Linked DNA regions of Mus musculus: regions 2 and 3 are each linked to region 1. A link is a contact called in public HiChIP or PLAC-seq data. All regions are on one chromosome and are shown on one strand. Each heading gives the region's core, a stretch centred on a gene start, on an enhancer-like site or on the middle of the called end of the contact. The rest is flanking DNA. Distances are from core to core; before and after follow the strand shown. Region 1 holds the start of Ehhadh (enoyl-Coenzyme A, hydratase/3-hydroxyacyl Coenzyme A dehydrogenase). Region 2 overlaps Senp2 (SUMO/sentrin specific peptidase 2). Region 3 overlaps Igf2bp2 (insulin-like growth factor 2 mRNA binding protein 2).

Region 1 (4,075 bases), core at 1,124-3,623:
GGCCAGCCTAGTTCACATAGCTAGTCCAGGTCAGCCAGAACTACAAAGACGCTGTTACAAAACAAACAAACACAAACCCAAAACAACAACAACAAAAACCTCTCTTGGGGGCTGGTGAGATGGCTCAGTGGGTAAGAGCACCCAACTGCTCTTCCGAAGGTCAGGAGTTCAAATCCCAGCAACCACATGGTGGCTCACAACCATCTGTAACGAGATCTGACTGGAGTGTCTGAGGACAGCTACAGTGTACTTACATATAATAAATAAATAAATAAATCTTAAAAAAAAAACTCTCTCTTTTTTTTTTTTTTAGCCTCCATGAGTACCAGGGCATGTGATACACAGATATACTCTCAGGTAAAAGACCCATACACATAAAATAATAATAATAATTAAGTTTAAAAAATAAAATCTAATAACAGTGTGGTTTTAAATCTCAGTTAAAATGAACATGTCTCCTCTTTTCTGTTGTTTGTTTGTTTGCTTGCTTTTAAGATTTTTTTTTTTTTTTTGAGACAGGGTCTGAATAGATCAACAGTTCCTTCTGCCGCAGTCTCCTGAATGCTTCGATTCCAGGTGTGTGCCACCCCGGCATCTGTTTGGTTTTGCTCCAGCAGCTGGTGGTGGGAATTTTCAAATGGCCTATGTTTACTTTATTTATTCTGCTACTGTGCTGCTAGTTCCTTGGGATTGACGCATTCCCTCCCGAAGGGGCTAAGACTGGGGACGCTAAAGAGACTGACAGGGCACTGAAAGCTAAACACATCTACTGATGTTTAAGACGCCCCAGGAAGCTCAGAAACCTGTAAGTTTCATAAGATCCGTCTCCAAAGTTACAGGAGAGAAGCAATTGTGAGGAGGGGGCTCCTCACGAGTTGGGGTGGGCTTTCCAGGGGTTCCGTTGTTTCAGAAGCAACTATACTCTTGTAACTGACCTCAGTAAAGTCACTAATCTACCGAGCTAGACGTGGGTGGAATCCTTTACTTGGCCGGTCACAGATGCCCTCTCTCGGGTGAACGGTTAGTTGTTCTCATCCATTGTACAGGACTATTCTCCCAGCCAAACTGCTGCAAGTTTGGCTTGAGCCTGTTTGCCAAAGATCGCCAATGCTGGGCTTGTTGGTGGTAGACTTTCATAGAAGGACTGGACCAGAACACTCTGATTATCCAGCCACCCCTCTTTGCCCTAATTGTACCCTTGGGTCTCTAGGAAGGACTAGAGGATATAGGTAGGGAAGGATTAGGGGAGGGAGTTCTTTATTTATTTTTTTTTTCTTTAGTTTTTCGAGACAGGGTTCCTCTGTGTAGCCTTGGCTGTCCTGGAACTCACTTTGTAGACCAGGTTGGCCTCTAACTCAGAAGTGCTGCCTCCCGAGTGCTGGGATTAAAGGCGTGCGCCACCACGCTCGGCTGGGGAAGGGGTTCTTAACTGCCACGGGGAGTCATGATCTTTGCTGGGGAGGGCTGATTCCAATGTGGCAGTTCTAAAGTCACTCATGCTCCTGTCCCCGCCCTCCCCTCCCCCAACCTGCCCCCAGCGCACCACCCTGTTCTGAAAGTAAGCCTAAATCCATTGCATTGGTCCCCTGCAGAGTGAACAGGGCTGGAACTGTACCTAGGTTTGTCCTTTAGACTGTAAGGTCTCACCTGAGAAAAGGGTTTTAGCAAGGTCTCACCAGTGAAAATTATACAGTATCTGTCACAATCCTGTCCACCACTTCTGCAATGTATGGGTGACTCCTCCTGAGGCTAATATAGAATTATACTCTATTCGCCGGTGATATGGAGTGAACAGGGTAAATGAATATCATTTTTTCAAGAAGACAGATCTCATTTATAATAGTAATGTGCTAAGTGCATTGCACAGGAGGGCACTGCAGGTGGTGTAAATGAAACTTCAGCTTTTCAGAAAATACTATCCAGTAGGCCTCCTCTGACAGGGAGAGTTGACACTCAAGGCACTAAACTCTGCTTTTCTACGAGTCAGCTAACTATAGCTTTTGGCATCACAGAGACGCTGGGGTTGCAAGCCGGCAGTAAGGTTGCAGGAAGGGGTTCAAGCAGACACTTGCTGCATCAACCTCACCTTTGTAAGTTCCTGATTCGCCAGAACCAAACGTGGGCCTCGCAGTGAGGTCAACAGCTGACAGAAGGAAGGCCGGAGCCAGCTGCTCATTGGCCCGCCCTTCCAGCTGAGACAAGCCCCCTCCTAGACCCGCCACACCCCACTGTCCGGGCGGTGTTACCTGATGGCATTGACCGGTGGATTGCAGAGGCGGATCATAGCCAGGGAGTGGGGCAGCCTCAGATACTCAGCCATTTTCTCAAGGTATCCTGCGCCTCTGATGTCTGGGGCAGCCCGGGGCTCCTTTTCTGGGCCGCCCTGAGAGGAGGGGCGTGCTCTGAGCCAATGGGAGCCGCTGCTACCGCCTCCTGCCCCTTGCACTTCGTGCTCCCTGGGGCGGGCTGCGCTCCAAGGAGCGCGATCTTCCTATGCTTCCAAAGGGAATGTCCACAGGCAAGCCAAACTGCTGGGTCACACCACCAACGTCAATCACATGTTCACAAAACAGCCATTTACCAGGGCACGAAGCCCCGGCCTTCTCTAGTTCTGTCCCTCCTAAAGGCTGGGATTTTTCACAGTTCATCCAGGAACTGCACACATATTATGGGCTGGACGTAGGCTGCAGCCTGACAATAAACCATGCCTTGTCTCTTCCCTCTAAAACAGCCTGGGGCACGGTCCTTCCAGCTGCGCATGGCTCCTCTTGGTTGCCAAAGTCCACCAAGTGGACAGAAGACAGTGTGCAGGTTGACAAGTAAAACCGTACTTGTAAATCTTCACTGATGTTTCACAAGTTTTAACAATGTCTAAATATTATTTCTAGGAATGTTACTTCTAGGTATGGTGTCTAGGAGAAATCAGTCCCAGCATCCTAGGAACCTGAGCAGGTAGAGTTCAAGGTTTAATAGCACTGAGTGGCCTTATTACACCCCACCCCCTTGGAGCAAGGATCGATAATAAGCCCTCTTTGGAGTCATCTCAAGACACTTTATAATCTCCATCTGTAGGACTCGGTCACTGGCCATTAGGTTTGCACTTTTATTTTAATTGAGCACGGAACTTTCTGTGGTGTCTCCCACAGTGGGTTCTTGGTGAAGGCTTTAATATAAATCCATTAAATGGCTTGGATGTTTACAGTTGGCACCTCGGTGGGAGCAGAACCAGCGAAAGGCAAGTAAGGCATTTAGGGAACAAAGTTCAAAGGGCAGTTCCAATCAGGTTCTGCCAGTGCTCCTCAACAGCAAAGCCTCCTATCACTTAGTCCCTCTGTAAGTGGCAGAGGAATAGGGATACAGCTAGGTGGCAGCACAGTGGGTTCTCTTTTCCTAATGGTACAGAATTGTCTACAAGCATGGGTTCCAAAGTTGCTGAGTTCATGGATGCCAATTAAGCAGGTTCTACCGTGTTGCTGTGTGTAGATAGTCTTTTGATCTTCCATATCCTTCTATTTTACTTATTTTGTCTTACAAATGTAACCATACTTTTGGCTACGTTCCTGGATTACCTACTATCTTTCTCCACCCCAATCCCTTCCAACCCCACAACACTAGGTCAGTCAGAAAGAGAGTTAGAGGGAAAGGGGGCGTAGATCTGTTTAGACTACTTTCTGCTGATTAAGGGCATCAAGTTCCTTAGGGGCAAGTCCAGTCTTTGTCTTCAGGATATCCAATTTCTTCTTCTCATCTTTGCTCACAGCAACAGGAACCAGCAGCAGCAGCAGTGGTGGAGGCAGCAGCGGCAGCAGCAGCAGGGGGGCAGCAGCCTCCACAGCTTCTGGGTCTCTGGCATTTTTATACCCTTTCAAGAGTCCACAGAATTCCAAATGTAAACTAATTTTTTTTTTTTTTTGGCAGAATCACACCCCTGCCAGAGCATGAGACGAATCATAGTCAGCTGCTGTGAGAGCAACCCCATATTCCACACCTGGGACTAAAACAAAACATATTCACACACCATAACTGTTTTCAAAAAAGAAACAAAATTCTTACTACATACACAGTGCTACTTCAT
Region 2 (4,268 bases), core at 1,312-3,811, 260 kb after region 1:
TTATTCCTCAATTGGATAATCTCTTGTATTTATGGAATTGTGTTTATGGATCATGGAAAGCAAGTCCTCAGGTCTTTCAGGATAAGGCACAGCCTCTAGAATTGTGGTTGAAATTAGATTTCTTTGGAATTGGTATTCTGGGTATCCTGAAAAATTATTAGCCAAGGAGTCTTGGCCCGTAATCCTGATGCCAACTCATGCCCACGTTTTCTAATAGTGGGACTCATTTCATAGAACTCAGGGACATTAAAGTGTGTGGTTTGTTCAGGCAAATATTCCAAATATAGTAGTCCTCACTGTTGTGAAGTATATATCTAGGTTAGTGTCTACAACCACAGGCATTATAGCACCAACCTGTGTGGACTGCTTTATCCAAAGCATGAAGGTGAGCTGAGCGGTGGTGGCGCACGCCTTTAATCCCAATATCCCAGCACTTGGGAGGCAGAGGCAGGCAGATTTCTGAGTTCGAGGCCAGCCTGGTCTACAGAGTGAGTTCCAGGACAGCCAGGGCTACACAGAGAAACCCTGTCTTGAAAAAACAGAAAAAAAAAAAATTAATAGTCAGAAGATAACTAAATTCTTTACTAAGAGTTTACTTGTTCTTATAATGGAGAATTAAATTTTTCTTGAAAAACAAGCAAATAATGATTTTCCCCCTAACCCAAGCTTCTTTAGAACCTTTAACATGAAGTAATGTGTTTTATCATTGTTTTTTCTACATCTGTAAAGATGTCCATGGGGTTTCTGTCCTTGAGTCCATTTAGATCATTTAGAACATTCATTGAGTTACACATATTGAACCTTTCTTGCATCTCTGGTCAAGTTGCACCGACAGCTTAGTCACTGTGCATGCTCTTTTTGATGTGTTCTTGACTTCAGGTTTTTTGTTGTTGTTTTTTTTTAAATATTTTTTTAAATTTACTTATTATTCTACGTAAGTACACCATAGCTGTCTTCGGACGCACCAGAAGAGGGCGTCAGATCTCATTACGGGTGGTTGTGAGCCACCATGTGGTTGCTGGGATTTGAACTCAGGACCTTCGGAAGAGCAGTCAGTGCTCATACCTGCTGAGCCACCTCACCAGCCCTTGACTTCAGTTTGCAAGTATTTTGTCTGTGTTTAAATTTATCAGGGAAGTTAGTTAATCTCCCTCATCCCCACCCCATGTCTTTATCGGCCTTTGACTTGGAAGTGTTTCTTCCTTTTCTTTCTTCTTCTAGAGTAGCTTGAAAAGCCTGGTATTAGTGGTGAACTCTTTAATTGTAGGTATAGAGAACTAGAAACTTCCAGTGTCTGTTGTAAAGGATTCGCTTTTTATTTTCTTTTAAAGTAAGTATGATATCTTTGAACATGTAAATTTTTTACTAGCATGAGAGGGAAACCTAAAAAATAAAAGTTACATTTCTAAAAAAACAAATAGATCCAGATTTGAGAATGACATCCCTGCTAAATATCACAAAGTTCTTTTTAATCACAGTGAGTGTTCTCTTGGGACTTCATTGATACATTCATTCTTTGTTCTTGTTTTCTTTAGTCAGTATTTACAGGATGAAAGCAAGACCAAAAGAAATACAGATCTCAACCTCTTAGAGTGGACCCACTACAGCATGAAGCCACATGTAAGTGAGGCTCAGGCCTGGACACCTTTCTCTTTCTTCCTTCCTTCCTTTCCTAAAGTGTGCTGTGTGGTGTGTGAGACCCCAGTGTATACATGTGTGTGGTGGGCATGCTACCTATCCTTCCCCAGTTGTAACTGCATTTGGGAATCGAAGGGACTCTGTTGCCATCCAGTGTGAGATTCAGCAGTGGAGTAAGCCTTCCGCTATTCTCCTTCTCATGTATCCCTTATGTCTGCCTGGGGCGATGCAGGCTGGGCACACAGCTTAGTCCATACAGGTTTATTTTCTAATGTTCCCAGCTGTGGTTCTGCCTCAGACAGGACTAACCCTCATGGCACGGTCTTAGTTGATTACAACCTCTGAGATGGTTTTCTCTTCTCACTTGAAACCGTAGGGACCCTCAGCAGCGGGCACTTGTCCTGGTTGTTAAGAGTATGTGAGCTCTGCAGGATTGAAGTAGATTCCTGTGTTCCACATTGATCTGATTGACCCTCTCTTCATCCCCTTTGAAAGTCGATAGTACTTTTGAAATGTCAACAGTATTTTTTTTTAATTAGTTTATTTTACATCCAAACTTCAGTTTCCCCTCCCTTCTCTCCTCCAGTCCTTCCTTCCAACCTTCCCTTCCCCTGACCCACTCTACCCACCTGTCCTCCCTTTCTCTTTAGAACGGGGCTCCGCCCCTGGGTATCAGCCAGCCTTGGCACACCAAGTTGCAGTAAGAGCATCTCTTCCTACTGAGGCTAGACAAAATAGCCCAGTAATGGGGAAGGGTCCCAAAAGCTACCAGAGTCAGAGACAGCCCTGCTCCCACTGTAGGAGTCCATCATGAAGAGTCACTAGTGTTCTTGTAATAAACCAAATGTGGGTCCTCTTATCTCAGCTCTCGCCGTGTGTGCTGGGCTTTGTTTTGCCTTTTAGTAGAGTTCTCACTTCTTCTTTCTTCTATGAATGTTTCTGTGGAGTCTCATGCACTGTACCCGTGGTTAGGGTTTTCTACCACAGAGAATAAGAGGGATTGTGCTTGTATGTGTGTCTGTGTTTGTGCAACAGCAGACTTATCGACCTTTATCATGCTGCTTTCACAGTCTGTTTAGAAAGAGATTAATGATGTCTGTGTAATGATATTTTACCTCTTTTCTGTTTGTTTGGTTTTAGGAGATTCCTCAGCAGTTGAATGGGAGTGACTGTGGAATGTTTACTTGTAAATATGCAGATTATATTTCTAGGGACAAACCTATCACATTCACTCAGGTGAGTCCAGGCTGCTGCTTGTGCACTTAGTTGGTACTATGCTTTGGCAGTGCCTGGCACATTTCAGGCTCTTCAAATGAACAGTACTGTTGCTGAGAACCGTGGGTAAGGCCCCCAGTTGTCAGAAGCAGTGTCCTGCGTGCTCTGTTGCAGCGTGTATTCTCAGGACTGCCCTGCTCTTGAAAGACCAGGGGGATAACTTGCTTGTCCTTCAACTTCATTTGTAACTGGTTCCTGTGTGTTACTGTTACTTTTAGCTAGAGAGAGGCGTGTGAGGATAGATGACAGCAGGGGGAAGGAAGCTGGGCCTGTCCTCACAGGACTCACCCGAGTATAAGATGGAAGCGGGAAGGAATGGGCTTTCCTTTCTGCAAGGTGGTGTACTTGAGAGGAGACACAGGCACATCAGAAGAAATGTTTACATTGCTGTTTGATGGTGGGCTCGCTCTTTGTCCAGCCACAGTTGACCCCAATTAAAATTATTCCTCAATCATAGACCTTCATTTGATAGTTCCTGATTGTCAGACAAGCTGCTTGTTGAACAGTAGAACTAAATGCTTTGGAGGAACATGAAGTCAGTTGGACTCCCTGCCGAGTTCATATCTTCCCAGTCTCAAAGAACTCACTACTGAGGAGTCTCCGCTCTTTCACTAGGAATAAATGTTGTGTTTTACTGGGCATGGTGGTGCATATCTCTAATCCCAACACTAGAGAGGCAGAGACTGGAGGAGGGTCTGTGAGCTTCAGGCCAGCCTGGTTTGCGTAGTGAGTGCCGGGCCAACTAGTACTACATAGTGAGACTGTCTCAAAAAAAAAAAATTAATGTGTTTTTTTTTAAAGATTTTTGCCATATATATCCTCCAAAAACTCAGTAATTTATTATATAGAGCCACTTATTTATAGCAATGTACCATGAATAGGGCAAATATGCGAACCTCAATTTTGAATTTTTTTGTGTGTGTGAGACAAGATTTCTCTGGGTAGCCAAGGCTGTCCTCATACTCAGAGATCTGCCTGCCTCTGCCTTCCCAGTACTGGAATTAAAGGTGCAGACCCCCACCTCCCAGCTGGAACTTCAATTTTATCAAACGTGGGGATGGGTGTCTGAGTTACAAATACTTTTGGGTGCTTTGCGTTTTGTTGCTCTGAAAACATGCCAGTGATTCTCCGTGAAAGCACTGAGTCTCTCTCGCTTTCCTACCCTAGACTCTGGTTTTATTTTGTTTCTGTTCTATTTTTTCTGATGCGGGGATACTGTGGAGCCAGACTAGCCTCAGACTCACGATCTTCATATCTTAGCTGCTTTCTAAAGTGTTGGGATTATAGGTGTATACCGCCATGGCCAGCTAATATAAATAGCAAGGAATTGATGAGATTTCATGGGAATAAGCAGC
Region 3 (3,957 bases), core at 306-2,805, 310 kb after region 1:
GAGACAGGTTTTCTCTGTGTAGCCCTGGCTGTCCTGGAACTCACTCTGTGACCAGGCTGGCCTCGAACTCAGAAATCCGCCTGCCTCTGCCTCCCAAGTGCTGGGATTATAGGCGTGCGCCACCACTGCCCGGCTTGATTTTTTTTTTTAATTAGCTTCTAGAGCTCAAGTTACACAATTTGAATGCATAAAAATCTCCTGAGACTGAACAGCTCCAGACTGCCTGGTATGATCAAGGCCTTGGGATCAGTCTCCTAGCACCAAGACAAATATAGGGATTTAAATTCACCTTTAAAAAACAAAAAAAATCAGGGGATGGGGGGCTTTTGAGATAGCATTTGAAATGTAAATGAAGAAAATACCTAATTAAAAAAAAATCCCAGAGAATCTTTTTGAAAAATAGATGAGCAGACTATGGTAAGACAGAATAAAAATTGCTTTAAAAACAACAACAACTGAATTTGTTTTCTCCAAATTTCAAATATATCTACTGCCTTTAAACTGAGGAACATTAATTAGGGGTAACTTCCTAGATAAAAATGTGATTTATAACCAATTCGGAGGATTTTGTCAAGAACATTTTCTCAGACATGTGAAGGGCCTCACCTGCCTAGCACAGCCACACAGTACACTGACAATGGCTGCCCCTTATAGAAGGGCACACCTCTACAGAGTTACTAAAGTGTATGAGCACATGGTGTGTTAAAGTTAAATCAGAAAACCAGGCCTGAAGAGACATGAAGCTGGGGCAAGGGGGCAGCACCCTCACAAGGCTCCCATAAAATGGACACCTAGGGCCGGGCATGGTGGCACACACCTTTAATCCCAGCACTTGGGAGGTAGAGGCAGGAGGATTTCTGAGTTCGAGGCCAGCCTGGTCTACAGAGCGAGTTCCAGGACAGCCAGGGCTACACAGAGAAATCCTGTCACAAAAAACCAAAAAAAAAAAAAAAGAGCACCTAACATACAGGTGACAACCCAACCTAACAGACAGAGAGCTCCCAACCTCCCCACACACACCTCCCCCCCCACACACACCCCCAACCCCAGAAAGCCACTCTGTTGACTCTCAAACTGCTTTCCACTTGTCCAGGCCTTCAGTCACCTGAACCAGTCTGCTCTCAGCCTCTCTGGCCTCCACCACACTCACAGCTGCAGCTCAACCCTGCTCTGCAGCCTGCTCTGCCTCACGGGCAGCCATCTTAGCACTCCAGCCCAGGCGCTTTTCTCTGCTCCCACAATGATGACTTTGGGATTCCCATCTCAGGCATCTGAGAAGACGCTTGAGCTCCAGTAGCTTGAACCCCTTTGCAGCCATTCCAAAAGGAAGACACAGGTGTATTTACTGTGTGTCGCTTGATCCGAGAGCGAATGTCTAAGTAATCAAGAAAACCCTTCCTCTCCTCAGCCAGGGCCATCACAAGATGTAGGCAAATCAAATCAATGTCAATGATTTATTAGTATTCGAAAAATTCCATCTGTGTGCACCCACTAACAGGAAGTTGTACACAGGAAGTCAACACCTGATCCAACACTGGTGATTCATTTCCCCTTTCATCAAAGCTGTGCCGTGAGGCAGTGAGCTGAGAGGCAGGCAGCTAGACAAGACGATTCCAAACTGCAGTCAGAGCAAGCCTGCTGCAAAGAGAAGGCGGGGCAGAGGGCCAGCACAGGCCTCCTGTGGTTCAGGCTACAGATGGATCACAAAAACCCCAAACATCTCAATGAGCCTTACTCGAATTAGAATTTTAACAAACAGGGCAAACAGCCGAACTTAAGAGAAGTTTTAGAAATCCTTATCCAGCGCCAGTTATAAATTATCATCTGGGAGCCGAGAAGGATGAAGGATGAAATGTAGAAGCCTGCTGTGCAGAACTGCAGAAAAAAATATCAAGCAAAGCTTCCCAGGGAGCAGCTGCCAATCAAGGAGAGGGAGAACCCAAGGGCGAGTCCCACAAGCAAAACCAGAGGTGACTCAGGCCCAGGGAGGCCTGCACCTGGAAAAGGACACCATACTTAGTGGACACTGAAACCCACCAGAGTCCTACGGCGCAGCCCCTGGGTTGAGCTTCAGACAGAGAGGGTGAGCAGGAACAGGGTTCCATGCTCAATCTGCAGCGTAGCCTCTGCTGGGGCAGGCAGAGCTCCACACCCCAGCCTCTGCCTTCAGGGAACTAAGTCCACAGACTAGGAAGCTGGGTCACCAGACCAACACAAGTCTGAATCTTCCCAGCAGCTAGCCATGAAACGAAGTTTAACGATGGGCAGTATCAATGAGTTTTGGAGACTACCATGCCCAATTACCCCTGCCATTGAGTCTTCCCAGTAGAAATTCCAGACATAGGGCAAAGACAAAATCTCTTACTACACCATTCTTTTTTTTTTTTTTTAAGATTTATTTATTTATTATATGTAAGTACACTGTAGCTATCTTCAGACACTCCAGAAGAGGGCGTCAGATCTCATTACGGGTGGTTGTGAGCCACCATGTGGTTGCTGGGATTTGAACTCAGGACCTTCAGAAGAATAGTCAGTGCTTTTAACCGCTGAGTCATCTCTCCAGCTCAAAATGTAGACTGCTAGGATAGCTTTTTTGTTTGCTTATTTGTTTTGTTGTTTTGTTTTGTTTTTTGAGACAGGGTTTCTCTGTGTAGCCCTGGCTGTCCTGGAACTCACTATGTAGACCAGGTTGGCCTTGAACTCAGAAATCTGCCTGCCTCTGCCTTCCAAGTGCTGGGATTAAAGGCGTGGGCCATCACGCCCAGCACTTACTACACCATTCTTGACCCACAGAATCTGTACATATACAGAGTTTATATTTGAGCTAATTTGGGCTTGCTATGCAACCATAGATTCTACAAGTAGATATAGACTATTTTAAGGCAATGGAGGATCCTGAAAATTTGGGGGAGTAATTGAAAGTAAGCTGGAGGATTCCAGGAGGTTAATCTGAGTGTGGTCTCTGGAGGTGAGGTGAGCACAGTTACAGGAAACCATTGGTCCCGTGTGATGCAAACTCTGAACACCCCAGTTGTGAGCAGTTTATGGGGTATGCATTCGATTCTGAGGGCAAGGAAAAGTAAGATATTCAAATGACTCCAAGACCTGAACTGACAAAATTGAAAGAACCAGACATACTCAGAAGGGAGTTTCTTGCTAAAAATGAGTGGAGAAAGAAAGTGAATTCTATCTGTGATTGTGGGTGCTGCGGCCCCTTGGTGGGGCATGAGGACAGTGAGGGAGGCTTCCACACAGCCCTAATAGTGCAAGTGTCCATGTCCTATGGCATGCAGCCTTAGAATGGGCCCAGAGTAGGGTAGTGGCTGCTCCCCCCTCCCTTCAGTCCCCCCTCGTCCCCATCCTTATGGAAGTCCCCTGTGTGCTGGCAGCTGGCACCTCCCCATAGAGACAGTGGGGTCATTGGCTACTCCAGAGCTTATGTTGATTCTCCATCAGTCCAAAGGCCATATAAAAATACTTGTCACAGCATAATACTTTAGATCCGTACTCTGGAGTCTGTTTCCTGGGATGGTGACTCTGCCTCCCCCACCACCTCGGGATCATGGTTCCCACATGAGATAATTAATTCTCAGCTTGACAGAACTTTGATTCACCTGGGAGATGAGAATCTTGCCATGCCTGTGGGGCATTATCTTGATACATCAATTGATCTAAGATCCATGCTAACTGCAGATAAGACCCTTCCATCCCTGGGCAGGGGATTCTGGGCTGTATATACAATGGAGAAAGCAGCTGGGCAGTAGCGGCATTGGCATTCACCGCTTCCCACGTCTTGATTTTGAGATGATGTAACCACCTACTTCAAATCCTGCCACCTTGACCTTGCCACGAGGGTTGTACCCCTGACCCTGTAAACCAGAATAAACTCTTCCTCGGTTGAGTTGCTTTAGTCAGAGTATTTTTTTTCCCCCAGACAACAAAAAGAGTGAAACAGAA

The links. HiChIP or PLAC-seq counts read pairs in DNA pulled down with a chosen protein or histone mark.
Region 2: an H3K4me3 HiChIP or PLAC-seq map of bone marrow-derived macrophages shows a contact between it and region 1, with 3 times the contacts expected there. The contact joins the enhancer-like site here to the promoter of Ehhadh in region 1. A contact is called at or near these places in 9 of 39 promoter capture datasets (the 3T3-L1 cell line, 3T3-L1-derived adipocytes, cranial neural crest and 5 more), 7 of 115 datasets of contacts at active chromatin or transcription factors (bone marrow-derived macrophages, embryonic stem cells, extraembryonic endoderm stem cells and 2 more) and 4 of 9 other capture datasets (embryonic stem cells, liver, macrophages and 1 more).
Region 3: a contact with region 1 is called in an H3K27ac HiChIP or PLAC-seq map of embryonic stem cells, with 3 times the contacts expected there. The contact joins the enhancer-like site here to the promoter of Ehhadh in region 1. A contact is called at or near these places in 5 of 39 promoter capture datasets (the HPC-7 cell line, embryonic stem cells, hippocampal neurons and 1 more), 7 of 115 datasets of contacts at active chromatin or transcription factors (the SCID.adh cell line, bone marrow-derived macrophages, embryonic stem cells and 2 more) and 3 of 9 other capture datasets (adipose tissue, embryonic stem cells and liver).

Annotation. Positions count from the first base shown.
Region 1 is chr16:21,785,461-21,789,535 of GRCm38.p6, forward strand. Ehhadh (enoyl-Coenzyme A, hydratase/3-hydroxyacyl Coenzyme A dehydrogenase) reads right to left here and starts at 2,374. Exons shown (of 7, transcript NM_023737.3): 1 at 2,247-2,374. The coding sequence starts at 2,320.
Region 2 is chr16:22,041,435-22,045,702 of GRCm38.p6, forward strand. It overlaps Senp2 (SUMO/sentrin specific peptidase 2), which reads left to right. Exons shown (of 17, transcript NM_029457.3): 15 at 1,536-1,620; 16 at 2,779-2,874. Among named protein-coding and RNA genes, the nearest start is that of Senp2, 34 kb to the left of the region's middle. Within about 2 kb of position 2,562, at least 11 of the 459 cell types and tissues checked have an H3K27ac peak or open chromatin away from gene starts, as enhancers often do. A contact at or near this core is called in bone marrow-derived macrophages and extraembryonic endoderm stem cells, where this site is marked.
Region 3 is chr16:22,096,251-22,100,207 of GRCm38.p6, forward strand. The region is part of intron 2 of Igf2bp2 (insulin-like growth factor 2 mRNA binding protein 2); the gene reads right to left. Among named protein-coding and RNA genes, the nearest start is that of Igf2bp2, 65 kb to the right of the region's middle. Within about 2 kb of position 1,556, at least 50 of the 459 cell types and tissues checked have an H3K27ac peak or open chromatin away from gene starts, as enhancers often do. A contact at or near this core is called in the SCID.adh cell line, bone marrow-derived macrophages and embryonic stem cells, where this site is marked.